Regions from separate parts of the Mus musculus genome. Here regions 1 and 3 are each linked to region 2. Evidence: chromatin contacts called from public Hi-C and HiChIP or PLAC-seq data. All regions are on one chromosome and are shown on one strand. The core of a region is the stretch at or near the end of the contact, and the rest is flanking DNA. Distances in the headings are between cores, read along the strand shown. Region 1 has its middle 68 kb from the start of Fam174a. Region 2 has its middle 94 kb from the start of St8sia4. Region 3 has its middle 46 kb from the start of 4930598F16Rik.

The links. Hi-C and Micro-C count contacts between places; a contact is called where the count stands out from the background. HiChIP or PLAC-seq counts read pairs in DNA pulled down with a chosen protein or histone mark.
Region 1: a contact with region 2 is called in an H3K4me3 HiChIP or PLAC-seq map of bone marrow-derived macrophages, with 3 times the contacts expected there. The contact joins two enhancer-like sites. A contact is called at or near these places in 2 of 39 promoter capture datasets (the C10 cell line and the HPC-7 cell line), 2 of 484 Hi-C or Micro-C datasets (the C10 cell line and bone marrow-derived macrophages) and 2 of 115 datasets of contacts at active chromatin or transcription factors (acute myeloid leukemia and bone marrow-derived macrophages).
Region 3: a Hi-C map of bone marrow-derived macrophages shows a contact between it and region 2, with 2.5 times the contacts expected there. The contact joins two enhancer-like sites. A contact is called at or near these places in 3 of 484 Hi-C or Micro-C datasets (the G1E-ER4 cell line, bone marrow-derived macrophages and group 2 innate lymphoid cells).

The regions. Positions count from the first base shown.
Region 1 is chr1:95,380,485-95,383,240 of GRCm38.p6, reverse strand. No RefSeq gene overlaps it. Among named protein-coding and RNA genes, the nearest start is that of Fam174a, 68 kb to the right of the region's middle. Within about 2 kb of position 1,345, at least 18 of the 459 cell types and tissues checked have an H3K27ac peak or open chromatin away from gene starts, as enhancers often do. A contact at or near this core is called in the HPC-7 cell line and bone marrow-derived macrophages, where this site is marked.
Region 2 is chr1:95,571,906-95,574,749 of GRCm38.p6, reverse strand. No RefSeq gene overlaps it. Among named protein-coding and RNA genes, the nearest start is that of St8sia4, 94 kb to the left of the region's middle. Within about 2 kb of position 1,384, at least 53 of the 459 cell types and tissues checked have an H3K27ac peak or open chromatin away from gene starts, as enhancers often do. A contact at or near this core is called in the HPC-7 cell line and bone marrow-derived macrophages, where this site is marked.
Region 3 is chr1:95,761,013-95,763,781 of GRCm38.p6, reverse strand. No RefSeq gene overlaps it. Among named protein-coding and RNA genes, the nearest start is that of 4930598F16Rik, 46 kb to the right of the region's middle. Within about 2 kb of position 1,336, at least 4 of the 459 cell types and tissues checked have an H3K27ac peak or open chromatin away from gene starts, as enhancers often do. A contact at or near this core is called in bone marrow-derived macrophages, where this site is marked.

The sequences.
Region 1 (2,756 bases), core at 96-2,595, 190 kb after region 2:
AAAGGACCCTCTATCCTCTCTAACCATAAGTACACCTACTCAACCATATTCATTGAGAGTTTACTTATAAGAGCCAGAAACTGAAAATACCCTAGATAACCTTCAACAGAAGAATGGACAAAGAAAATGTGCTACATTAATGCAATAGAGTATTGCTTAGCTGTTAAAAAAATGACATCATGAAGTTTACATGCGAATTGATTCCTAAAAATCATCCCAAGTGAGGTAAGCCAGACACAGAAAGATAAAGATAATGTATTCACTTAGAAGGGGATATTAGCTATTAATTAAATGATAACCAACTACAATTTGTAGACCCAGAGAGTTCTAGGGGAATGTATCAATCTCTCTGGGAAGAAAAATAATAGATTTTACAGGTATACTGGAGTGAATGAAAAAAGGAGTTGGAAAATTGGGTAGGGGAGAGATGGGGTTGAGGAAGAGAGTGCAGGGATAGACAGCTAGAATTGGATAAAAGTTTTAGGGGATTGTCTGAAAATATACGGCAATTGAATCTTCTTAGAAAATATAAGTATTTCTAATAAAGACTCCTATTAATGGGGGATATAAAGTCTCAACTTGTAGCTAGGCAGGACTTCTGGGCGTTAAACGAGGTTGCATACAATTGAATTGTTGGCCTAGGATAGCCGATGAAAATCACCAAACATCCCAGGCTAGTGCTGAGACAAATGGTTGCTATCCACAAACTGAGAGCAGGGCCCTACTGCTGAGAACAACATACACATAACACATTAAATATGGTGAAGTAAAGCTGGTGCCTACATGGAGCCTTCATTTCAAAGTTCTAGTCTCTTTGCTGTGAGAAGGTACTCTGTAGGCTACCAAATGAGAACTGTGGACAGCAACCCAACCATAAAACCTCTGACCAACAATCTGACATGCCTCCAAAATATGCTAGGGCAATGGTGGCACAGAACCTGTGGAAGTAAGCAATTGATGTTAGATTTGACTCCACAATAGAGAACCCATACTCTACACTAATCTGGTAACCTAGAAACAGAAAGTAGATAGCCCAAACACTTGGAGTAAAACCAAACACTAGTGGTTTTAAAAATTCAATTAAAAGAATCCTAATAATATTCTGCTATACACATAGGTCAGTGCCTTGCATCAGAAAGGTTTTCTCTGACAGCACATGGGAACAGATGTGGAGACCCACAGCCAGCCATCTGTGGAGATAGTCTATTCAAAGGTCTTTGTCAAATCTCTCCTCTCTGAACTCATGGATTCTCATGAAAGTGGCAGTAGACTTACAGTCTTGTAAATCCAGAGGAGACAGAGGACACCAGGATAATAAGGCCTTCTGAATCAACTGAGCAAGGTCCATATGAGTTCAGAGATGAAGCAGCAAACACAGAGCCTGTAGGGACCTGAACTAGGTTCTCTGTGTATATATCACAGCTACTAGCTTAGTATTTTTATGAGACTCTTGAATGTAAATGCAAGCAAGTCTATGACTGTTGTACATTTTTTGGGTTGCCATGTCTAACTATCAACATGATAGATTTTGCTTCATCATATTATATTTTATTTTCTCATGTTTGATCATTATTTCTTAGAAGCCTGTTCTTTTCTAATGAGAGACAGAAGGGAATGAATCTGGAGGGGAGGGGACATGGGGAAGAGCTATAAGGAGGAGAGCAAGGCAACTATAATTAAGATATATTGTATGAGAAAAATATATCTGCAAATAAGATATTGTTATTATATATGCGTTATTATGTCATATAACATTTGAGTGTGCCAATTTTATGCCCATCAACCACCTGTTCCTTATTTCAGGTGATCAATTACTATTTACTGGAAACATCGTCAAAGAGATGACTGTTGAACCATATTCAAAGATGATTCTACATTTCCTTTGAACATTTCCATGCAGTTTGCTCTTTCTCTTTCAGCTTAAAGTTTAATATTTCAAAAACAAGTGGCTTTATAAAAACTAGCACATCTAGTTTCCTTCCCCATCAGTAACTTTCCAGTCATATCCACTCAGTAGCTAAGTTCCTCTTTTTAAAAATAATATAGTCAGAAGTTCAAGTTTAACAACTTACTCAAAAAATCAAGCTATGTGCATTCCACTTCATGCATCATCACCAGCAATAAAAACCCTGAGATCAGAGTGTTGCTTGCAGCATTTTGATGCTCCAGTACAAAGAATAGCGTTCAACCTGCTTTTGAAACTTTACAGGGATGCTCTGATGGTAATGATGCACTTTTTTTTTTCTCCTGTGAAGTAAGAAGATCTGATTTTAAAGACTCACCAAGGTATACAAATGTGCACTGAGAACATTATAGCAGATCCACAAAGAAACTTTCCTAATCACAGTTGTGGGGGGAGGATTCAGTGTGATTTCCACCACAAAGATAGTACAAAGTTCACCAGGCTATTAACCACATCTGTCCTCCATCTCCTGGGTGGAAAATGGGTTATCCCTTTGGAGACAGAACACAAGGCCCTCTATGCCTCCTACACTTGCCTAAGGAGCTGGAGTCTTACTGTAATAGGAAGACTAAAAGAGAAACCTTACATTTTTATGATCTGGCCTGTGTTCCCTTTATCTCTCTGCTCTCTCATCATCTCAGATGTCAGCAGCAAGCAACCCTCTCCTTCTGCAACTGGAGTTGAGAATTGTCCTTGCCACACATGCCTTCCCACTCCAGGATGGACTGTATGCTCAAACCATGAGCTGAAATAAACCTTTCATTCCTCAAATCAGTGCTTGACTCCAGCCATA
Region 2 (2,844 bases), core at 135-2,634:
TACAAAAATTGCACTGCCCTTAGTTACCATCCCATACTTTATGGAAGGTAAGGTTCTATTGTTAAAGGCACCATGGACTTCAGGCACAGGAACAAGAGGTCACTGATATAGAACATACATAAATTCTTCCTCCCTAAAGACTGTTTTTCTTGCTACCAGAGGCACAATGCAAAGTTCCAAAAGGAGGAAGCAACAGACAGTCCTACAGAGGTATGAAGCCTATAAATAATCACAACACGCAACATGGTACATTAGCCCTAGGAGTATAGTACTACGTGCATCCCTTATTGGTAGCCAATGACACTCTAATTGAATATAACACCTACACAAAAAGAGGGTACCTATTCCTGGTACTGTAACCCTAGCCAACTATTCAGGAATAGTGAAGTTATAGTTCATGTAAAGGAACCTATGGCCATCACTTTATAAATCAATACCATCCCTCATTACATTCTAAATTTTTGTACCCATGGCCAAAGATAAGTGTAGTCCGTGTCCCACATCAGGGAAACTTCTCATTACAGCAGATAGAAACCGTTACAAAAATGACAACCAATCAAAAGGCAGAGCTATAAAGCCCAGTCCTACTTGATAGATATATAAAACATATCTTGCACATAAGGCTTGAGGAGGTAGAAGTATTGGAAGAGCCTTCAAGAGGAGGTAGAAGTATTGGAAGAGCCAAATTAGAGTATCTGCTGTGAGCTAGTATCTCATATTACTATCAGAAGGTATATCCCAGAAAGTCTCACCCATATGACTGCATAACCTGGGTTGAACAAAGATAACAATATGAAACATACAGATGTAGATTGGGGGAAGCTCCCAAAGCTCCAGTTCTCCACAAAGATCTGTGGGCAACTAAGGAAATCCCAGAGTGGGAGAAGTGGTCATGCTCATGGAAGAACACATTAATTTTGTTCTCTGTGGCAAATAAACAGCTCTGAAAATATACCTACAAGTAATAATATACACAACGAGGTGTGTGTGTAACAAGAATCAATGATAAAAAGAAAGATCACCAATGTGCAGTCAAGTGTTCAACCACTCAACTATACTCTCAACACCATGGATTTGAGAAAGGATAGGGGAGTTATATGACAGAGTCTGGTGATAGAAAATGGAAGCAGAAATTATGTAATTACCTTTTAACTTCAAAAGAAAGAATGTAATACCATCATCCCCCATGGGTAGCTGGCTGGATTTAGATAGTACAGGGTGACAAGTACAGAGGAAATAGGTATAGTGATCTCAAAGGTCACTATGAAGTAAAATAAGTGATGGATTTAGAAAGTTCATTAAAACATATTGCTAGCTAACACATGACAAAAAGGAGTGAGGGGGATATCACTACATTCACACAGTTCACACGCTTCTGCTTCTGTGCTGAGAAGGCAAGGAAGTGTCTGGATCAAGCTGATCAGCTACTGGCCCAGAGAGCGGGGTAGAACAATCCTTTCAAAACGCAAAAAGATTCTAGCAAGGAGATTGCTTCATCAAATCCCTGAAGGGAAAAAAATCGGTATCTATACATAAAGAAATATCTTCCCAAATATTTCTGAACTTTTCTGGAGTACATTCGTGTTAGTTGATTGCAGCACATTTTAAGACTGTACATGCCGTCGTTGTTGATTTGTGGGGACTTTCATAATACATAACCGGAAAGTGAATAAGCAAAAGCTAGAGGGAAAGCCACAGGTCTGCGGTGAATTTGTCTTTCTCACTCATTTGCTATAAAATCAATCTAGTTTTTTAAAAAATTCTTTCCTGTTGTGTTAATTGCCTATTTGCTTATAGTAAAACCAGCCTGACAAAGGCTACCTATAGAAATAAGGATTGATTTGGGATTATAGTTCTATCAAACAGTTCAAAATGACAAAGATGAGATTGCATCAGGCAGCCAGAGAAGACAGCTCATTGACCAGCTAGAAGCTGAGAGAGGAAAACAGAAGCACATCAAAGCTATAATCTCCAATGAGTTCTTACTCCCACAAGGCTACTTCCTAAAGGTTTTGTATCCTCCATGGAACAGCAACTGGGGACCAAGTATTCCAATGCCTGAACCTATGTGGGAATTCTTTCCTCAAACTGCCTAACTTGTTAACTATAGAAAGTTATAATGCTGTCAAAGACTCTAATATCTGACACAGCTAAGATCCAGTAATTGATAGAATATGATTTTAATATTTAGAAAAATTTTATGATGCACCAGTAGGACTAGTTATGAAACTATAAAAAGCTAGCTGCCCCAATCCCAGAAAATGAAGCAATATTGCCATGTAATTAAAACACTCAAGAATTTAGAGTCCTTCATTTTCCTTGATAATTTACAACATCTTTATATTTTTCAATGACATGTGGCTTATGCTGCATGATTTTTAGCAAGAATAAAAGATGAATTGTGAGTCATCAGATACTGTTGGATATTTCTCTTATCATTTTGTTTGTTGGTGCTATTTCTACAAATACTTATATTTTTAAATTTTTATTTGATATTCTAGACCATGAACAAACATTTTTCAAAGTACGTTTCTGTTTAAATGCTCAGATAAAAAAACAAAACAAAAAACAACAACAACAAAAAAAAACTTCTCTGATGGCATCCTCTTAACGATTTTCCAGATGCAACACCAGTCTCTCTGCATGGGTCAAAATGTGCTCCCTATGCACACCTGCATATCTCAAGTAAAAAAGTTCTGTTAATTATAGGTTGGTTCTCTAGGTAAGCATTTTTCCTCACTGCAAGCATTTAAATCTATTTGCTCCAAAGGAAACAGGCTATCTTAAGGAGAAAATACATGCAGGTGACGAGAACCCTGATTGTATTAAATGATAGCTATTATA
Region 3 (2,769 bases), core at 87-2,586, 190 kb before region 2:
ACACATAGGAAGGGTTGCCCTTCAGGGTAGAGTATTCTTGATATGTTAGTGCATATACAACCTCAGACCAACTCGTCTAGTGAGGACTGGTGCTAATTAAAACCAGCAATAGTGGATGGCTTGCTGTGTGATGTCAAGAAAAGTCCAGTGGGGATCCAAAGTGTCATAAAGTGAAAGACAGAAGTCAAGAAACTCATTCCAGGTGTACAGGAATGTGATGCTAATGAAGATTAGGACTCTGGGGGTAAAATCTAAGGTCAAGAATTAAGTAGTTTGTTTCAGGAGAAACATGCATTGATATTCTGAAGAATAAAAAAAGAGAAGGAAACAAAGAATATTTCATGGTCTTTCTTGTCACCCCAGTGTCAAACCAATGGTTAAAGTATGGCTATATACACACTATCTTCTAAACATTTATCCCCTTACTTGATATCGTCCTCCAGGAAACCATCAGGGTGAAACCCTGTGGCCAGCTTCTCTTGCCTTGCTTCTCAGCATAAGCACCATGCAAACTCCAACCTCAGTGGGATCCCAGAATTCATCTTTAAACAGACAATGCATTCTTTGAAATTATCATTCTTAAAAATTACACTTCTAATTTTTCTTTATGTTATTTTATATGCCACTTAAGACCAGCCATGTCTCCCGTCACTTGCTCTGGTATCACTTTACCACATTCTCTAGTGTTCTGTAATGCAGAGGACATTCTTGCCTATCTTAAAACACAAGTACTGAAGTCAAAACATTTATCTTTTCCTGACATTCCAGAGCCGCTTTCTGATGATCCAGCTGTCACTCATCTTTAAACTCTTCTCCAGGAATCACAGGAGCAGATACCTGAATACATGATCCTTCTTAAATAATAAATTACAAATATGACCCTGATTGTGAGCACTGTTCATCTTTCATTTTCTCTTATATTTCAGCTCAATGTAATTCAAGAACATTGTTAAAATTCTCTTCATTTACATTATACCATGCATTAAAATTCTCCATACTATCATCTATAATTTGGCTATTGTTCTAGTGATTTTAACACTGGAACTTTACCATGGCTTTCAACAGCACTGTTTCAGTACAAACAACTCACATTTGCTTGTGGAATTTTAATTTTAAAATTCTCCTTAACATAGGCAGAATTCAAGTGCTTAAACTTTTGTAAATATATTATAGTTAATGGAAATTTTTAGTCTAAGTCATTTTCCCCAGTATAACGTCATTGTTTTTGCTACATTAAAGTACATTGGCTTCATATCCTGTTTACACACTGTGAAGGAATAGTATCTGTAACTCCCAGGGGAAAAAAGGCTCTACTCCTGGTCCAGAATGCAGTATGCCACTCTGCCTCTAGGTGGAGCTCTGATTTCTTTCTGTGCCACACAAACCTTTCTGTCATAGTTCCTTAAAACACCAAAGGAAGACAAATAACCTACATAAATGAAAAATAGAGATTGTAATCCACAAACCTATAAATGTGCTGCATTCCTATAGCTGAAACGTTGCCATATTAAAAATCCATTTAAATAAGACATATTTTTTTTCAGGAAGCCTGGTGATAAGAAAGAATATCTTAGTAATTTAATATCCTACTACTCCACACACAAATTTATCTTGAAAAACATGATGAATTTTAGAATATGAATATAAGTAAAGCATAAATCTTAAATTTAAGATTAACCATTATGTCAAATGTTGAGTTGTGCATGTCATTTATATAAATATTAAACTTGATGAATAACAATTTCAGTATCTATGATATACATATATATACACACATATCACTAATATTTCTGTTGTATGAAACAGGCACAGATTAAAAAGAAATATGTTTTCATCTGTTTTGACAACAAAATAAATCAATGTATTATGGCATTATTATTCTGTGAGTCATCAAAAATTACAACTGAGTTATTGAAAAAATCCTCAAATGAATGTCAAATGACTTTATTTGCCTTGTTTGATTTTTTTGCTGAAAACAATAAAACATACCTATCTAATCTATGAACCAATGACAACATATAAAGTTGGTACCTTTTAGCTCACTGCATCATTATTTGTCTATTTCACAATTATCTGTGGTGTGTTGATGCTTATTTTATCTCTAGCTCTTAAATATTGATACAGACTCAATAAAGTCTGACCACAGATTTTCATCTAATACATTCAATTAAAATAAGAGCTGAGAGTAGGTTCTATTAGTGTTATATACTAAGTACCTGAGTGTAAAAGTCAGAAAAATAAATAATTCTGAGAAACTTCTGAATCCAATAATAAGGGAGATAAATGGTACTAACTCCACAGCCAGTCCTACAGCACCCAGAGGAGGCTCCACTCCCAGGCACTCTAGCATGCCCAGGATCTTAGGATCAGGGGTGAGCAGGACACAACATCTGTTCTAAAACCACCAGGAATAACTGGGAACAGCAGGATCCAGGAGCACAGGAATCATGCCCAACCAGTGGCTCTGGTTCCTTCTGATCTGCCCTGATTTACCTTGGATGCTATCTCTGCAACCAGTCTCACAGCACCAGAGGAGACTCAAATCCCAGGAGCTCTAACACATCCTGGATCCCAGGAGCTTGGTCACACAAGAATCTGAACATTTCAGAGGCAGCTTAACTCTCAGGAAGTCTGAAACACCCAGAATCTTAGGAATCACAGGCTCACAGAGACAGCTAGACTCTGAGGAGTTCTGACACAACCAGGATTATAGGAAGGACAGGCTCCAGTCAGATATATCGAGGGCAGGTAGTACTAGAGATAATCAGG